Linked DNA regions of Zea mays: region 2 is linked to region 1. Evidence: chromatin contacts called from public Hi-C data. All regions are on one chromosome and are shown on one strand. The core of a region is the stretch at or near the end of the contact, and the rest is flanking DNA. Distances in the headings are between cores, read along the strand shown. Region 1 holds the start of LOC100381708. Region 2 holds the start of LOC100383793.

Region 1 (4,343 bases), core at 982-3,481:
GCACATAATGCCCATGATACAGCAAGTTCTCTACCTAGAAGAATAATCAGGGCATCATGTCAGCAATTAAGTTAACACTCTGTATAATAAAAAATGGGAGTTTGCAAACATACCAATGGGCCAAACCCCAGTTTTCTGTTTTTGCACTGCTGGATGTCTCAATGGCAGCTGGCACCAGGGCCCGCTTGTCATTGAGACATGCCATGGTAAAATAGCAAACAGGGGTAACGACTAGTGAACAGTGGCATGTTTGCAAATTTTCCTTTTAAAAACATCATGGATTGGGAGAAGCTTGTAAGCTGATGGTTACTTGTGTCAACAAAAAAAAAATTACCACTTTGTTTCAGCTGTTCAAGTTTGTCTTGCATCTTTCTTTCGAAAACTGTTTGTGAACCAACCTTTGAAGAATCTGCAGATCAAATAGACATTTGCATGAGCATGAGGACTGAACATACAAGCAGCAGCAAAATTTTGGAGGGGGTTTCATATTTGACAGAAGGGGAAAGTGGATATTATATATTTGCAACATGTTGTCTGTGCTCAAGTGTACCATGTGAGCAAAGAAGACTTTGCATTCATTTATCTCAACTCTCAAGACAAGATTGACTGATAAGCAACATGAATTCTAAAGCACTGCTTCATCTTTCCATTTAAAATATCCAGAAGAACATCCAGTTGGTTAAGAGATTTAACTATTTGAGTTATGGTCGTCGACATTTTCTATTGAAAAGAAAAGGTATTATTTTAGTTCTTTATTTTTTTTGAAACAAAATGGAGCTCTGCCTTTCAATTAAGATAGGAAAAGAGCGTAAGTACAGGTTAAAAATTACAGTGCACCCAGGGACACGAGGGAGCAGTGTTAAAAAAACATCCATTATTTTAGCTCTTTATTCGAAGTTCCAAACTAACAATGTATCCATTATTCAACTGCCCCATCACTCCCAACTAAAATGTGCAAGTTTAGCCCTTTGACAGTACTTGAGCAATTATTGCAGCGTTTACCTCGAAGATTGGATTTATAGCCACATGTCGTCAACTGATTGGCAAGCTTCTCACCCAGCTGCTCCTTCCAATCCTGAACAACACTATCCTCGGGCACTGCCCAGACGACTGCCATCTCAGTGGCAAGGTTAACAGTTGCTGACCGTACCTGGGGCTGAAAAATCCAAGCACATACAGAGTTACAAACACTACTAGAAACAGTAGAGAGCTAACAAGCACTTTGGCCAAAAGCTCTACATCTAAGGCATGCTGATCTAACTTAGCTTACCTCACTCTCCAGAATACGTTTCACGCTTGCTGCGCATCCACCACACGACATTCCCTGCAACGAAGCTAATCAAGTGGCTAATACAGCTACAGATTACAAGGTGGTCAGAAACTGTAGCATGTAAGGACAAACATGCATGCAAATGATAACTTATAGGGTTTTTTTTCCCAGAACAAACACTAGTTGGTTGGAGGTTCTAGTGATTGTCCCAGAAACGATGCTGTTTAGATGGGTTGTTGACACAAGAGATAATCCAGCAGGTTCTACCACCAGTAGCATTAGTGGTTTGTTTGCTGATTCATGATTGTATGAGAATGTTTGTTATGTTATGGCAATCCGAATTCTAAATATGAAAAAACTGTTACAAGTGGGTAAAGTAACAATCCGTGTAGCCAAGTATTCAAAAAGTTGTAAAAAGATCCTTCTATGCCACACATGATATGGTATTTTGTTTAAGAGCGGAAGGTGGTCAGTGTCTACTCGTCGTACTACAGCTACAGGAATAGCCATACCCCAACGTCAAGGACGATGACATCGGCTCCCTGCGCTGCCGCTTCCTCCACCACACCCGCTCCCTGGGAAGCGCGCGGGCGCTTCCAGCCGTCGCCACCACCACCGCCGTCACCATCACCGTTCCCCCGACCGCCTCCGCCGCGGGGCGGACCACCCGAGGCGAGAGGCGAGGCAGAAGAGACACTCGCGAACCACCGCCGAGGCGCCGCGGGGGGTCCGGGGCCGCGGAGCGCGAGCCGCGCGAGCGAGATGAGGAGGTCGCCCGGCACGGAGGACGAGGAGGGGGCAGACGCGCGGGCGGCGAAGAGGGAGCGGCGGCGGTGCGGGGCGAGGAGGAGGAAGGGCTTGGTGCGGGAGGAGGCGAAGGCCTTGGAGAGCGCAAGGACGGGCGTGGTCGGGTCCATCGTCGTGGAGGGGAAGGGAGGAGGCGGCTGGGCCTAGCTAGCGGTGGCGGCGGCTGTAGCGTGTAGCGGTCGGAGCATTGGCGTTGCTCGCGGCGGGGATGAGTTGCGTCCTAAGTCCTGACTGTTGCCGAGGTAGGCGGCGACGGCAGAGTGGTCTGGTGACTGACTGGTGTAGTGGTGCCGCCGTGGGCCGAGGGGGGGTGGATTGGGTTGGTGCGTGCACTGCAGTTCTGCTGCCCAACGGGAACGTCAGCTGTCGTAGCCAGTGCTGGGAACATGGGAAAGACTTTTCGATCTAGCACGAGCATGACTCGAAAATAAGAGCCTAAAATATGACCCGATATGAAATAATATGGTTTGAACTAGCATGATCCGAAGCCGGGTCTGAGCCAGACCTCAAATTTCAGCCCGTCGAGACCCCGGCACGACCCGCATAGATGGGTCGAGCTTAGTCTGACACGGCCCAATTAAGCCTAATATGTTTAATTTTTTTAATTTAGTAAGGTATCGACTTTATATTATTGTTATATTTGGAGTTTGTGTGGTTAAATGATGCTAGAATTGTTTAATATCTTTAATTTAGTAAGTTATAACTTTACATGGCTGTAATATTCTGATTTTATGTGGTCAAATATACGGGTCGGGCTTGGGTCGGCACCGGCACGATGAAGGCACGACGTGGTTTAGGACGGGCTGGACCACTTTTTTTACACTTCGGGCTGGCACGACACGACCCAAAAGTTTTTTGGACTTTTCTGGCCCAAACCCGTTTGGCACGAAGCACGATGGGCTTGGACCGGACTAGCCCAGCCCAATTCCCAGCCCTAGTCGTAGCGCTAAGTGCCACTGAACGTGTCTTATTTCAAACCATTTATTTAAAATTTCGATTTAAATAATAAAATGTACTGCTACCACCACCAAAAAATTGTATCGATAATGCTTACACGCACGCGGGCATCCGATCTCAACATGTTGATTTGAAAAAGAATTTGTGGTTAGAATAAGCAATATCGATATGTTCGCCAAACTGGTGTGAAAGAATGGCATGCGCAAGTCAAAGGAGCCTGGTATTAAGGTTACAAGACAGAGGAAGAATGCCCTGTTCACTGCAAGTACATCAAGTTTATTGCACAACCAAGGATATCATTATCATTGTTCAGATCATCGTTATTATCTTAATTTTATTGCACAAGCTTTGTGTAATTCTTTGCTATAATATTGAGCCCATGAGAGTATGAGACTAGCTGTGGTATGAGTCAGGAGCGGAAGCGGAAACAGTTGAGAGCCCGTTCGGTTATACTGGAATAAGCCAGGATTCATTCCAGCTCATCAAAATTTATATAAATTAGAGAAGTAATCTGACTAGAAATTAATCCGGTGCTCCAATCCGGAACAACCGAACAGGGCCTGAGGGTATTTTCCAACCATATTTGACCATATTTGATCGAGATAATCCCGTTTATATCCCGTAGTCAGGAGAATATATTGTAGCTTCATCACTTGATATATGAAAGATAATTTAGCACATATTGATGGAGAAATTCAACTCAAAAGAACCTCCTGCGAGCTCCTAGGCCCACCATCGCCCACGACAGTTTACAGCTGAGGGCTGAGAAGACCGGCCGGCTGGTTCTAAGAAAATATGGTAACCGAAATGAAAGAGGGAGTTTTTTTCTACTGTTCCCGTTCGTTTTCATTCCCTAAACCAAACAGTTCCATTTATCAGAAACAGAGGGTTTAGGGGGTTCCATTTTTTCTAGCTCATACATGCAACCAAACTTGTGCTCTGCTCAGTCCTGTATATGCATTTGGCCTATCCCAGCTCAGCCTGGTTGTAACTGCCAGGCTCTCTTGGCCTCTGTTTGGATTTCCTTTCTTCTTACCTTGTAAGGTTGAAACAGGCGGAAACGAACGTATAGCCTCTTGGCATTTTACGTCCAAGAATCAAGAGCCACGCTTACCTAGAAATGTACTTCAGCTTGACTAACAGAACCTCATCAGGAAAGGATAGACAAAGGCTGCCCAGTGTTAGGGAAATATTACAGCAAGAGCTAGGCGCCTAATCCACCTGAGCTAACAAATAATTTACACAACCAACAAGACACTGGACTGGAGTCATTTTAAGTTCAGTACCAATAATGAAGTCAACTCCCCAT
Region 2 (4,343 bases), core at 1,028-3,527, 270 kb before region 1:
GAGTGCTGACACAACCTTTCTGTAAAATCCATCTTCAGCCAAGTGAAGCTAATACCTTTGCTGACATAGAGGCTGCATACAAGTGCCTCGTGGACGTCTATGGAACTAGGGAAGAAGACATTGTTCTGTATGGCCAGTCTGTTGGCAGCGGACCAACCCTTGATCTAGCTGTTCGTTTCGATGGCGTAAGAGCTGTGGTTCTGCACAGTCCGATACTGTCTGGATTGCGTGTCATGTATTCTGTGAAGAAAACGTACTGGTTTGACATATACAAGGTTTGCCTCTCTGACCGAAGTGTCAGCGTAAGTAATTAGCATCATCTCATATATGCTAACACTTGTTTGACTTGCAGAACATCGACAAAATCCCGCATGTTAAATGCCCGGTTTTGGTAATCCATGTAAGCTCTTCATACAGGATTATTCTTCTAATACTGGATTTAGATCATCAATAAACTGGACTGGAGCATTGTTTTCAGGGCACCAAAGATGACGTGGTGGACTGCTCCCATGGCAAGCGGCTCTACGAGCTGTGCCAGCACAAGTACGAACCCCTGTGGATCGAGGGAGGTGACCATGGCAACCTGGAGAAATTCCCAGTGTTCATTCGACATCTGAAGAAGTTCTTACTGTCCATAAAGAAGCTGCCATCTGAAAAAGACGCCGCGGCCGAGCACGAGCCACGGGCAGCTGAGAACAGAACGCAGCATGGCGGCGAAGCCATCTCCGAGGCTCCTCCTCGCATGATCTCGCGGAGGCTAGAGTCATCGAAGAAGAGCACGATCCATGAAGCAAAGCCTAGGCCGAGCAGCGAGCACACGGATAAGCGCAGGCGAAGCACGGGCCACAGGGAGAAGGCGAGGTCCAGCACAGACAGGAGAGAGAGATCGAGGAGAAGCGTCGACTGCTTCGACAGCATCCTCGAACACGAGCAGCCGGAAAAGCCAAGGAAAAGCTTCGACAGGTTTGTTCTGCACACCAGTTTCTGAGATGATGAAAAATCCAGCCCCGTCAATGATTCTTTTTCTCCTCTTTCATCAAGTTTAATTAAAATGTCGGAAATGTGATACAGATTTTGTTATTTCTTCTCATCATTCTTGTGCAGGATCGGAGAGAAGATTAGAGCAATGGGTTTGTGCAATGTCGACTGCTTCAAAGAGCCTCCTGATAGCACTGAGCTTTCCAGAGGTAGTTGAGTGGAAAAGGAATTCTGGTTGCTGTCAGAGTCAGTATTTTTCTTTTCCCTTGCTGCTTTAGATACAAAGAAAACTACAGCTGCGTGATGGCAATGTTAATCATAAGATGTTCACGAACAGAGCAAAGAGAAATATATGTCAGCTTCTGATTCTGTTACACATGTATATGTTATGTTGCTTGTAAACACACGTACACAGCGTTGTGGTCTGTCCGGACAGGGACTGCTGAACCTGTTATCAGCAAGAAAAATACTCCCTCCTTTCTAAAAAAACGTAACATTCGTCGAAATGTTAAATCTTATTAATGTTTATACATATAAATTTAGTAGCTAGTTGACCATGCTTTACTACGGTTGTTATATATTATATAAACAAGTATTGAAATATGTATTCAAATACATTATTGTTTATTTCTAAATAATAAGGTATGTGTGGTATCCTGATTAGTCCCAAGTTTCTGGATCAGGAAGGGTGTGGGTTTGAGTGCTCTGCACTATTTTTTACGCGGTGTGGTAGATACGGGCGGGGTCTGATGCTGCGCAGGCAGTGCACAGGCAGGAATCTAATTATATTAAATACGACAACGACTAATATGCAAGCAGCCATTAGGTACAATCGTGCAAGCAGGTCTCTTGGTCCGTTAGATCTAGATATTAGTACCTTTTTATATATGTACTTAAAAATATTCTAATGCCCTCAAAACTCAAAAGTGAGTGCATATTTTTTTTGGACGGGCTGTAGCTTTGAAGAAATTTCATGATTTGACACTCTAGCCCACATATAAAGGATTCATAGTATGTTATTGTGAAAGAGATGTCAAATTTTGAAAGACTTATAAATTGAATGTCAAATTTTAAAAGGCATGCGAATTGAACGTTAAACATCAAAATCTATCTCGCTACTATGAAAGAAAGAAGCCTGTTTGGGCCTATGAAACCAGAAGAAAGAGGCCCGGCTCACAATCACAGACTCACAGTGACTCAGTGACAGTAGTGTTCGGGCCCGATCGACTGCTCCTAGAAGCTTCGGCCGCGCCTCTATCTCATCTCCTTCCTCCTGTTGAGCCCGCCGGCCTCCCACAGCTTACTACGAAAACCCTAACCCCTTCCCTTATCCTCTGCTCCCTCTCCACGTTTCCACGAACGTTGGCGCGCAAGCTCGTGGTGTGAGCGGTCACTGTCTCCCATCCCATGGCTCCGGCGCTGAGCGGGACTCTGGGCGCGTCGTCGGTGGCGGCGCTGCGGCCCTGCGCGGGGAGGAGGGCGCCGTCCGCCGCGAGCTCGGTTGCGCCGCGCGGGAGCGGGGTGGTGAGGTGCTCCAGAGGGCTCAGGTGGGACGCCCACAGAAGCAGGGGGAGGTTGCTCAGGGTGAGGTGCGATGCGGCCGTCGTGGAGAAGCCCGCCGGGGAGGAGGCGGCTGGGGAGAAGTTCGAGTACCAGGCGGAGGTGAGACATGGCCACGATCCATATATATCTGTTATTTCAGATGGAACTTTTAATTTGGCACCGTCTTCCATTTGTAGTTAGTGTAGTTCAGCCGAAATGTTGCCAAAACTGTATGACCGAGTTTGATTGTGTGCCACCACTGGTTACTGATACATTTATCTTTGTTTCTGTTCTACCTTATAGGTGAGCCGCTTAATGGACTTGATCGTCCATAGTCTGTACAGTCATAAGGAGGTATTTCTCCGGGAGCTTGTTAGGTTAGTACCTCTTGCTGGAACCTGGAAATCTATGGCAATTCATTACATGCCATTACTCATGGATGCTACTTACCTGCTGCTCTACCAGCAATGCGAGTGATGCGCTGGATAAGCTGAGGTTCCTCGGCGTCACTGATTCTTCTTTGCTTGCTGATGGCGGCGAGCTAGAAATAAGAATTAAGCCTGACCTTGATGCTGGAACGATTACTATCACGTAAGTTCCTGTTTCTGACAGAACTATATGTTGGTGTTCTGTGAACAGACTCTAATGGCATGGTTTTCTGGTGGCTATTGGGGTTTCAACAGTGACACTGGTGTTGGTATGACTAAAGATGAGCTCAAGGACTGCCTTGGTACCATTGCTCAGAGTGGTACCTCAAAATTTCTGAAGGCCCTCAAGGTGCAGCTTCATACCTTCCTTGACAACTGTGCATACATCTATGAGTATGGCACATGGTTAGGGTTTAAATGATGTAGTGTCTATGTGATTGTCTCATTGTCTTTTTTCCCTAATGTGAAATGGGTTACTCTTCAGGAAAACAAAGACCTTGGGGCGGACAATGGTCTAATTGGTCAGTTTGGTGTTGGATTTTACTCAGCTTTTCTTGTTGCAGAGAAGGTTTGAGATATTTCTTGCATGATTTTGTTCTTAAATAATTTAACGTGGAATGAACTCTTACTTGTTTTGCATCGGCTTAGATCATTATTTAAGTTGACATTTTGTCAAATCTGCATTGCAGGTTGTGGTGTCCACCAAGAGCCCAAAATCAGATAAACAGTATGTGTGGGAAGCTGTGGCTGACAGTAGCTCTTATGTCATAAAGGAAGAGACTGATCCTGAGAAAATGCTTACACGTGGAACTCAGATTACCCTGTTTCTAAGAGTATGTTGCTATGTTCATCTGAGATGTCATGAAATGTTTTTTTATGGCAACCTTGCATTAATATGTCTTCTATAGCCTGATGATAAGTACGAGTTTGCGGACCCTTCAAGGATTCAAGGCTTAGTAAAAAATTACTCTCAGTTTGTGTCTTTCCCCATATACACATGGCAGGAGAAATCAAGAACTGTTGAGGTAGGGTCTTGACAAAGCTCTTGCTTATTCTCTTGACTATACAAGTAGTTTTGATCTATGAATGAATTGATCTAATCGCCCGTTGATTGTCAGGTTGAAGAGGATGAAGAGCCGAAAGAAGTTGAAGAGGCAACAAAGGTTAGTTTTTTCTGAATGAATCCAGGACCCCTAGTTTTCTTATGTTTGTAGAATCTTGCTTCTTTTGCAACTGATTAGGCATACTTTGACATACAGGGTGAGAAAAAGAAGAAGACTATTACAGAGAAATATTGGGATTGGGAACTAGCCAATGAGACAAAACCCATATGGGTAAGTCTGGAGTTACAATTGCCTGTTTGTTTCATACTTAGAACATCACCCTTCTGGTACT

The links. Hi-C and Micro-C count contacts between places; a contact is called where the count stands out from the background.
Region 2: a contact with region 1 is called in a Hi-C map of leaf, with 6 times the contacts expected there. The contact joins the promoter of LOC100383793 here to the promoter of LOC100381708 in region 1. A contact is called at or near these places in 3 of 25 Hi-C or Micro-C datasets (ear and leaf).

The regions. Positions count from the first base shown.
Region 1 is chr4:203,221,279-203,225,621 of Zm-B73-REFERENCE-NAM-5.0, reverse strand. LOC100381708 reads right to left here and starts at 2,231. Exons shown (of 17, transcript NM_001361524.1): 1 at 1,783-2,231; 2 at 1,271-1,324; 3 at 1,003-1,156; 4 at 335-409; 5 at 1-34. The coding sequence starts at 2,187. LOC103654458 reads right to left here. Exons shown (of 4, transcript XM_008681289.2): 4 at 4,145-4,343.
Region 2 is chr4:203,487,056-203,491,398 of Zm-B73-REFERENCE-NAM-5.0, reverse strand. It overlaps LOC100383793, which reads left to right and starts at 2,277. Exons shown (of 19, transcript NM_001318377.1): 1 at 2,277-2,640; 2 at 2,824-2,897; 3 at 2,986-3,111; 4 at 3,204-3,297; 5 at 3,433-3,516; 6 at 3,638-3,781; 7 at 3,857-3,973; 8 at 4,067-4,111; 9 at 4,208-4,282. The coding sequence starts at 2,386. It overlaps LOC100284035, which reads left to right. Exons shown (of 6, transcript NM_001156933.2): 3 at 39-275; 4 at 353-400; 5 at 479-963; 6 at 1,105-1,402. The coding sequence ends at 1,195.